Regions from separate parts of the Rattus norvegicus genome. Here region 2 is linked to region 1. A link is a contact called in public Hi-C data. All regions are on one chromosome and are shown on one strand. Each heading gives the region's core, a stretch centred on a gene start, on an enhancer-like site or on the middle of the called end of the contact. The rest is flanking DNA. Distances are from core to core; before and after follow the strand shown.

Region 1 (4,391 bases), core at 1,077-3,576:
GACAGCACAGGTGAGATCAGAAGTAGGTGGGCGAGGGGTGGGCGGCAGGCATGGAGGGCAGGCACCAAAATTAGGGGCACCGAGTTGTGTCTGTTTTCTGAACTTTTAAGTTCCATAAAACCTACAACAAAGTGGGGAGAAAGGTAAAGAAGCCAGTGTAGGCCTTAATGAAAGGAACCCATCGGGGACAGTGATGGCTCATAGGCAAGCACTAATCGACAAGTAACAATTACTTTTGGGGTCAGGCCTACAATGTCTATGCTGAGGATGCCTGTGTGACGGCATCTGCAGTCAGGCCTTAGTTAGCAGAGAAATGACCGTGTGAGGAGGACTCTGTGAAGTTCACTCTCCCCCTCCGTCCTTCTCCTCCTCCAAATGTGAATATCTAAATATCTTAATAGATTCATCTTGGGACGCTCAGCCCTGTTAGACAGCACAGTGGATTCTGTTACATATTTACAAAGCTGGCTGACCAGGAGCAACAGTCTGGCCCGTGCTCCCGAATCTGTCTCTTTCATGAACTGCAAACTGTGCAGCAAACGATAATCTCCACCTTCCTCTCAATCAGGGGACTGGCTTCAGACAGAAGCAGGTTCGAGTACTTGAAACCTCTGAGTACGGTGGAAGCGAACAAACAGGCAGAGTCTGTCCCTGCAGCCACGCCCAGTGTCCCCCAGGACTTTCTATTTTCAGTCTGTAAAAGATCGGCTCTGGCTATTTAGCCTTCAATCATACTATGATTACAACTGTATGAGGGAAAATTACCCTCTCGGCCCTGGGAGGGAATGTCCCACAGTAGTCTCTAACAATGGGAAATCTTTTAGATGAATCGGGGGCTGGAACGTCAACAACCCAGAGCAGTGGTCAGATCAAGTGCACACTTTCCGCCCTCAGACCCTGTGTCGGCACTGCAGTGCCACTCCAACAGAGCCGTTCCCAACTGGCCACGGTGCTCACCGATTCCTCACCACAGTGGCATTCCATTTTCAACATCAACCAACAAAAAAAGGAAAAGCAGTCCTCCATCTTGCTCACTGGCAGAAGCAGAAGCACCATGGGATCTCTCCAGGCTGTGTGAGCACCTCCCCAGCTCATTAGCCGAGCAGCACTTTCCACACAGAGGTGTGCACAGAAATCTAAGGTGAACTAATCAACCGAGGTAAGAGTAAGTTTTTGGACCTAGAGAGGTGGCTCAGCGGTTAAGAGCACTGACTGCTCTGCCAGAGGTCCTGAGTTCAATTCCCAGCAACCACATGGTGGCTCACAACCATCTGTAATGAGACCTGATGCCCTCTTCTGGAGTGGCTGAAGACAGCTTCAGTGTTCTTGCATGCATAAAGTAAGTAGATATTTAAAAAAAAAAAAAAAAGCTAAAAAGGCTTTTTTGGTAATCCACAGGGCCTCTAGCAGATTTTAATCATTTTGAATTTCACCTAATTGTTTGCTGACTTTATTTCTTTTAGGAAAACATGGTTATCTAAAAGCCCAATTATCCCTCCGCAGACAGAGCTCCTCATAAGGTTGCCTGTATGCCTTGTCGGAATTGTCTGCCATGTCGCCCAGAAACTGCTCCCCAGCCATCCCACGGGTCTCATAGCCTGTCAGCTACCCCACCTTACATCTACTAAACTGAAAATTCGCCTGTGGGAAAGACTGAAGCAAAGCTTACAGAAGCACAGGTTATGCCACAAATAAGACTAATAAATAAGGCAGGATTCTAAAGCAACCACAGCAAAAATGTTAAACAGTAAGCTGGTAGCTTCTCTTACTGACGAGCCTCGGTGGTAATTACTGAATTTTACTCATTAGGTAATTGGCGGAGCTCCGGAACACAAAGGGCAGGGTGATAAAACTCCACATCTGCGCGGTGGCCCCGCCCTCGCACTGCTGGCAGAGAGGGTGACGTCACCCTGTCTGAGCCAGCCGCTCCGCTGCAGAGCCTGCAGGATACTGCTCTAGTGCAGGGAGGCAGTGTTAGCACAATGTGTGGGGGTGGGGGTGGGGTAGCCTCGCAAACCTCTAGATCAGAGTCACAGGAAGGAAGTGCTTTAATGAGTCGGACTCTTCTGTAAGTGTGTTTAATTATGTAAGAATGTTAGAGAACAAAGGTTACATTTTCCCCCTAATACTAATATGTTAAAAAAAAAAAAGCCAACACGATCAATTGATGTTTATGTCATTTTTATAAAAATATATGATCCCAGATTGGATACGAAAATGAATCATCCATGTCAGGAATGTGGATATGTTCACAAACTAGCACATGAACAGTACACGACAAAACGGGTCCTAATCTTTAGTAATAACCACTACTGCTTTACTAACCACCTGATTGGCTGGCTCATCCTGTCTCGGGAGTGACAGCCCACAATAGCCGAAGAAGAGCATGGGCTGTACTCACTCGAGGGAACACCAACGGAGAGCTCTGGCTCTTAATTTCTTACACAAAATACACAGGACAAGCTGAACTGCCCAAAGGATGGAAGGCTGGTTAGAGTATTACACAAGCCTTAAAATAAAGGAAGAAATCTGTAGACTTTATTGATGTTTTGACGAGGCATTAATGGTTCCCTGGAAGTTAATTCATAGCATATAATAGGCCAGTTGTCCAAAAAGGCATTATAAAAGGGGTTCCAACTTCCTCTAGTCTCACAAATGAGAAAGGAAACAGGTCCAAGAGCACCTTTAATCTTCTGATCCCCAGACGGACATGGAGGCATACAGAGAAACTGTATTTCTCTAAGTAATGCAAAATAAGACACCTGCCCCCTCTGTCTCTCTGTGCTTCTATCTGTCTGCCTGTCTGTCTCTGTCTGTCTCTCTGTGTGTGCATGTGTGCTACAAAGCCAGACAGTAGATGCCACCCTAATTACATATGTGTATTTCACTCATGCACACATGCACACACATGGTTCTGCAAAGCCAACCTGATCCAAAGACTGCTTTGCAGAAGAGTCCAGGGAATTGAACCAGAGTGACAAAACCTGATCCCTGAGTTATGTGAATGGATTCCAGCCCAGCCAAGATTGATTGCTAAAAGAAATCCTGGTCCATTATTACATCAAGCATTTCATTCATTTAAATAGCCATGCCTGGCTTCCCTTGCCTTCCACCGTCCCATCTTCCTGGTCAGTGTTCCCGCAGGTGGCCTTGCTGTGTCTACAGCCTCCTAATCACTGGTCAATAGTCCTTCTGACCCCACCACTCAAACTTGGCTTCTAGCTCACGTCTCCTTCTACTGCTTTCTCCCTAACCGTTTTCCATGATGCCCTTCTGTGGCTTCCTGATGCCTTCACATAAGACATAAGCTCCCTGACATGACATAATCCTTCAGATGTGATGTCACTTGCCAATACTAATTCTCTCCCCAGGCAAAAATAAAAGAACCCCAACCACATGTTCAACTCCTGGCCCTTTGAACTCCTATGCACACCACTAGAACCCCACTCCCATCATTCCTGTTCCTGGGGCACAGTGCACACACCAGGAACCCTGCTGCTGGATTCATAACCCACTCAGCTCCCATAGCACCCAGGCCTTCGTCACAACATGGGAATGACCTAATACTGGTCACAGGGTCACTACGCATTGTATCCCACTGTGTGGGATAAAAAAGAAAAACCCCAAGCCGTCACTGAGCCTAGGTAAACAACACCTGAAGCTGGCAGATTTCAATGCCAGTCTACAAATGGGGTCCCCAAAAATCACAGAATTAACCATACTCTGAAGCTCACAATGGCCAGGCAGTTAAGGCGACTCATTCTCTTGTTGTCTGATATACTTAATGACTAGTACATAACACTGTGTTTACAATTCCTTCATATTTTAAGATAGGAAAAGGTTTTACTTTGAGGTTTTTACAATGTAATTAAAACATTATCTTCTGCCCTAATCACTATTACCTCTGATGAAGAAAGGAAGGGTAGACCATGACAAGGGAGAAAGAAGATTTAGGAGCAGGCTCATTTCAGTACCGCAAAGGGGGCGCCAGGGCTACAGGGAAGCGGGGACTGTGCAGGCATCAGAGGCCTGCTTCTCTGCAGTTAGCAGGGTTCACCCAAGAAACAGTTGGAAGGAAATGCTTTAGTCATGAGACTTTGTAACCAGTCTGGGCTTGAGGGAATGAGGCTACGTCAACTCCACACAACCCAAACAGAACTTCTTTGTTTTACATGTCAGCACATACGTGTCCCGAGTCCCTGAGCCCCAGAAGGCCCAAGTGGGACAGCTGACAGAACGAATCCGCAGGTTTCTGCCATATGTTTTCAGCAATGGGAACAGAACACAGCTTAAGCCTCTGTGAGTGCCAGGTGTCACAAACAGGCTTGTGACAGTCGTGACCGCCTGCCTGTTAGTGACCATTACTAGAAAAGGCAGAAAACAAATATGGA
Region 2 (4,391 bases), core at 586-3,085, 66 kb after region 1:
AACTACACCAGATTTAAGAACAGCTTTTCAGGGGCTGGGGATTTAGCTCAGTGGTAGAGCGCTTACCTAGGAAGCGCAAGGCCCTGGGTTCGGTTCCCAGCTCCGAAAAAAAGAACCAAAAAAAAAAAAAAAAAGAACAGCTTTTCACTGGAGGGTGGAGCATCTCAGTCACAGACAAGGGGCATAAAGAGTCAGGAAAGCTGCTGTAGACTGAGTTCTCCAGCTGTCTATCCTGGAGCCGAAATCCCCATGGGCTGAGCCACTGAAAGTCTTCAATATCAGACCAAATGACCCGCAAGACAGAAGCTCAACACTGAACACACCACAGAGGCCCACCAAGTTTACAAGAGTGACGTTCTATTTAAATGAGAACTTACAACTGCCAGCTCTAAATTCCAAACATCTCTAAGTTCGTACTTAACTAGATGTTTGTCCTGAAGGTGTACATAATCCTATTTAAGACTGTCTTGAAGTTTCCTACAACTACATAGAGAGAAAATAGCAGGTCCAACAGCCTACAGAAAAATGTGAATATTTTCAATTCTGAAACAAGTCCTTGAAAACTGTTGGCCAATCCCAGGCCACAGGGGTCAGCTGTACACACAGTGCGGAGGGGATTACTGTACCTGTGCCCGTGGCACCAAGGGCTGGGGCTAGGTTGGAAGGAAAGTGTTGGAGTGAGTGCCACTCATCCCTGCCCCACACAAGAACTGCTCAGTGGAACAAGAATGTGAACGTTGTTAGATCAGAGGGGATTAAGGAGCAGGCCTGCTGTCACGCAGAGCAGCTCAGCACTATCTGGGACTGCCTGTCACACACTTAACTTACGGCTTCTTTCCTGAGGCACCAAGAGCCTTGCACACACGGTATGTAATGAAAAGACACGGGAAAGAATAGGGGGTTGCAGTGAGAACTTAACTCAAGAACATTTGGAAGAGGCTAAGAAGGGCACCTTGGTCGAAAAGTGTTTATGTATTGCATTGAGATAGGAATGATCAGCAAGGGAAACAGGACTCAGTGACATCAACACGGCCCTGGGTTGTAACAAAGCTAACACAGTGAATACCAGCATGCTCCAGCACGCTAGATAGACCCTGATAATTTTCTCAGTTTAAAAACAACAACAAAAGCACCTGTTCAAAGCCTCGGCAAAACTGAAGATCTAGGATCTGATGATTAAAAAGCTGTGGATGGAATGGCATGTCTGTGCAGCCTCATACACCCCTTTGTCAGACAGCTAGCTACCTGTCCATTTCTCTGCTGAGGGCATCCAAACAGAGCGCGGGAAGTGTCCCCTTCAATTCTCAAGCCTCACCTGCTGTTGCTATGGTGAGCAACGGCAAAGCTCTTTTCCAACACAACACACACACACACACACACACACACACACACACACACACACACACACACGGATAAATTCTGCATGGCATTCAGTCACTGCAGGCTGGGGGTTTGGTAGAGAAGGAAACCACTTTGCAAACCTGCAGTGTTCTCTGGCCAGCTGACTTTGAAGCCCTGAATTCAGAGTCACAGTCCTTCATAAACCAGAGAAGGACAACAAGTATGAAGGTTTTCAAGTCCCGAATCATCTCCCCCCCCCCTCAGAAATCTTGCCTCTTACATCACATTTTAAAAAATAAATGCTTAGCATGAAAATACACTCAAAGTAAAAGAGTAACTTAGTTAAACATTAGTGGATGGCAGGTTCCCTCAGGGTCACAGGACACCACCCTCCCCTAAGTTCTCACAATTTTGTGCTCCCAAATGTTCCTCAGCAAATGAAGGAGAGCGAGCCAAGCTTCTCCAACATGAACTTTCAGTTAGGCCTGCTATACAAAGGCACGAGGCTCTCACGGTTAAGAAGCATGACTGAATGCTGTTCTCTGACCTGTCTCATTCCCAAGGGGACTTGGCCAGAAAGCCTTAGTTTGTTTTGAGGTCAGAGAAATATTTAACAAGCAACTGTTTAGATTGAGGGAAAGGACTTCTCATCTGTTGGCTAGGACTCATGTAAATACCTAGGGGATGTATTAATTATTCTGAATTTCTTTTGTCTACAAACTGACACCTTTGGGAACTGGGAAGGCAGCTCCACAGCTAAGCTTCTGACAACTTAGCAAAAGTCTGAGCTTCTGCTAAGCCTGACAACCTGAGCTGGATCCCGGGGCCTCACATGAAAAGTCTTAAAAGTTGACCTTTGATCTCCACACTTCCGCCATGGCCCATGTGTACCCAAGCAACATACACAATAGCTTTTTAATTTTTTTTTTCATTTTTCTTTTTTTTTCGGAGCTGGGGACCGAACCCAGGGCCTTGCGTTTGCTAGGCAAGCGCTCTACCACTGAGCTAAATCCCCAAGCCTAAATTTTTTAATTGACTCCTTCTGAACAATCTTTCATTAAAACATCTCTTAGGGACCTCCCTTTTTGCCTATTTGCTGGACAGTGCTACCAAAGAGAAGAGAGCTGAGTCACAGTCCTGGAGGTCACTGGGCTGCTTCATCACCAGCCTGTCCTAACCAATGTGTCTAAAGCTCAGAAGCTTCTGCTTCCTGTGACACCCTGAAGAGGCTGAAGCCTCAGAGATGTGTGTACCCCATGGCGCTCCAGGCACCACCCACGTCCCAGAGCTGAGACATCACGCACAGTAGACTCTGAGGGAGGTGAAACCCCTGCAGAAGAGAACGGATAAACTCCCGAGTTAGGGCCAGGACCAGACCACATGACATTTACACTTACTGGCCTATGGGCCTTAGCAACAAAGTGAATTTCTTTGATTTCCTTTCTGTCATCACTAACAGGGAGAGCAGCGTCCACACATCCGAGGAACAGAGTCACATGAGACCTCCACAGACAGTTTAGTGGAGGTGAATTCCTTTCTTACCCTACATAGACAGCACACACCTGTAAACAGTCATCATGAAGGGAGTTCCTGCGATGCCCACCTGACAACCCGACAGTCTGCTCGCCTCTCCTGCTGTCCGCTCCCACTCTGAAAGTGCCCTGATGCTGGTGGATTAAGTACAAGTGAGAAGGGTGGGAAGCTGGAGGCTTTGAAAGGCACTGAATATCACGTAGTAAGAAATATTTGCACTGCAGGTGTCTTTGAGCCACTTCGGGCATTCTGGGTAATCTGCCCCTCCTGACACACGCCCCTCCCATCAAAGGCTACAGTTCTGCAGATGCAGAGCCCATGGAATGAAGGTTTAGGCATCGCCTGAACAGCAGGTGCCGGAGAATGAGGGAGATACCAAGCTCCAGTGTGGCCAGTATTCAGGTGAGGTAAGACACTCCAACTTCAGTCTTCTAAAAGCCAAAACCCTCAGGTGGGAACTGATGTGATTTCAACCACACCAGCTCCTGGAGAGTTCTTCCTTTGCAATGTTCTCAGATGTATCTCCAGGCATTTAGAAATAATATGGTATCTGCAGAAATATATATATATATATATATATATGTATATATATATATATGTTGATCCCATTCTCTTCAAATAAACTAATTTGTTTAAAGAAAGTTTTTATGTGTATGCGTGTTTGTATGTGCACATTCTTGTGCCTATCCACAGAGACCAGAAGAGGGTTTCAGAACTCCTGAAGTTGGAGTTACAGGTGGTTGTGAATGGCCATGTGGGTGCTGAGAACGAGCTCTGGTCCTCTGGAAGAAGAGTAAGTGTTCTTGAGCACGAGGCCATCTCTCCAGCAGCATCTTTCATTACTTGGGGAAAAGCTGATCAGGGCTGAGGGTGTGGTCCATAGTAGAGCAGATATATATGAGATGATGCGCCCCGTCCCGAGCACAGCACAGCACACACAGCACAGCACAGCACAGCACACACAGCACAGCACAGCACAGCACAGCACAGCACAGCACAGCACAGCACAGCACAGCACAGCACACACAGCACAGCACAGCACAGCACAGGGTGTCAGCTGGGTGCCTTACAAATGGATAAGAGGCAGGCAATGGGGCTGGAGAGATAGCTCAGTGTTTAACATCTATAAACACTAAAAAGGAGATTCTTCCAAAAGCTCATTTATAGGCACAGTTACTTAGGAACATGCACAACTGTCTCCTAAAACTCTTACCACAATCAAAACAGGCAAGGTGTAAGGTCAGCGAGCCTTCAAAGGAACCTTGTTATTCATCCAATGAGGGCAGGAGGCTCCAAGCAGGAAGATACGGCAAGTTTGGAAATTCAGGCCACATGGGCTGAAAATACCAGCGTCTCTTATCTAGGTTACTGCGAGAATGTGCCAGAAACCTGGGGGACCTAACTCACAGACCTTTCTAAATCCACCCACCCAGCCGGCTGGACATGTGCTAGCACACACCTTTGCCACACAGGTGAACTTAAATAGGCACAATATGTGTATGTGTATATGTATGTAT

What was found. A called contact is a pair of places that touch in the nucleus more often than the background predicts.
Region 2: a contact with region 1 is called in a Hi-C map of kidney, with 2.3 times the contacts expected there. The contact joins two enhancer-like sites. A contact is called at or near these places in 2 of 12 Hi-C or Micro-C datasets (kidney and mammary epithelial cells).

The regions. Positions count from the first base shown.
Region 1 is chr2:80,432,430-80,436,820 of GRCr8, forward strand. All of the region lies in intron 1 of Trio (trio Rho guanine nucleotide exchange factor), which reads right to left. Among named protein-coding and RNA genes, the nearest start is that of Trio, 97 kb to the right of the region's middle. Within about 2 kb of position 2,327, at least 76 of the 93 cell types and tissues checked have an H3K27ac peak or open chromatin away from gene starts, as enhancers often do. A contact at or near this core is called in kidney, where this site is marked.
Region 2 is chr2:80,498,671-80,503,061 of GRCr8, forward strand. The region is part of intron 1 of Trio (trio Rho guanine nucleotide exchange factor); the gene reads right to left. Among named protein-coding and RNA genes, the nearest start is that of Trio, 31 kb to the right of the region's middle. Within about 2 kb of position 1,836, at least 10 of the 93 cell types and tissues checked have an H3K27ac peak or open chromatin away from gene starts, as enhancers often do. A contact at or near this core is called in kidney, where this site is marked.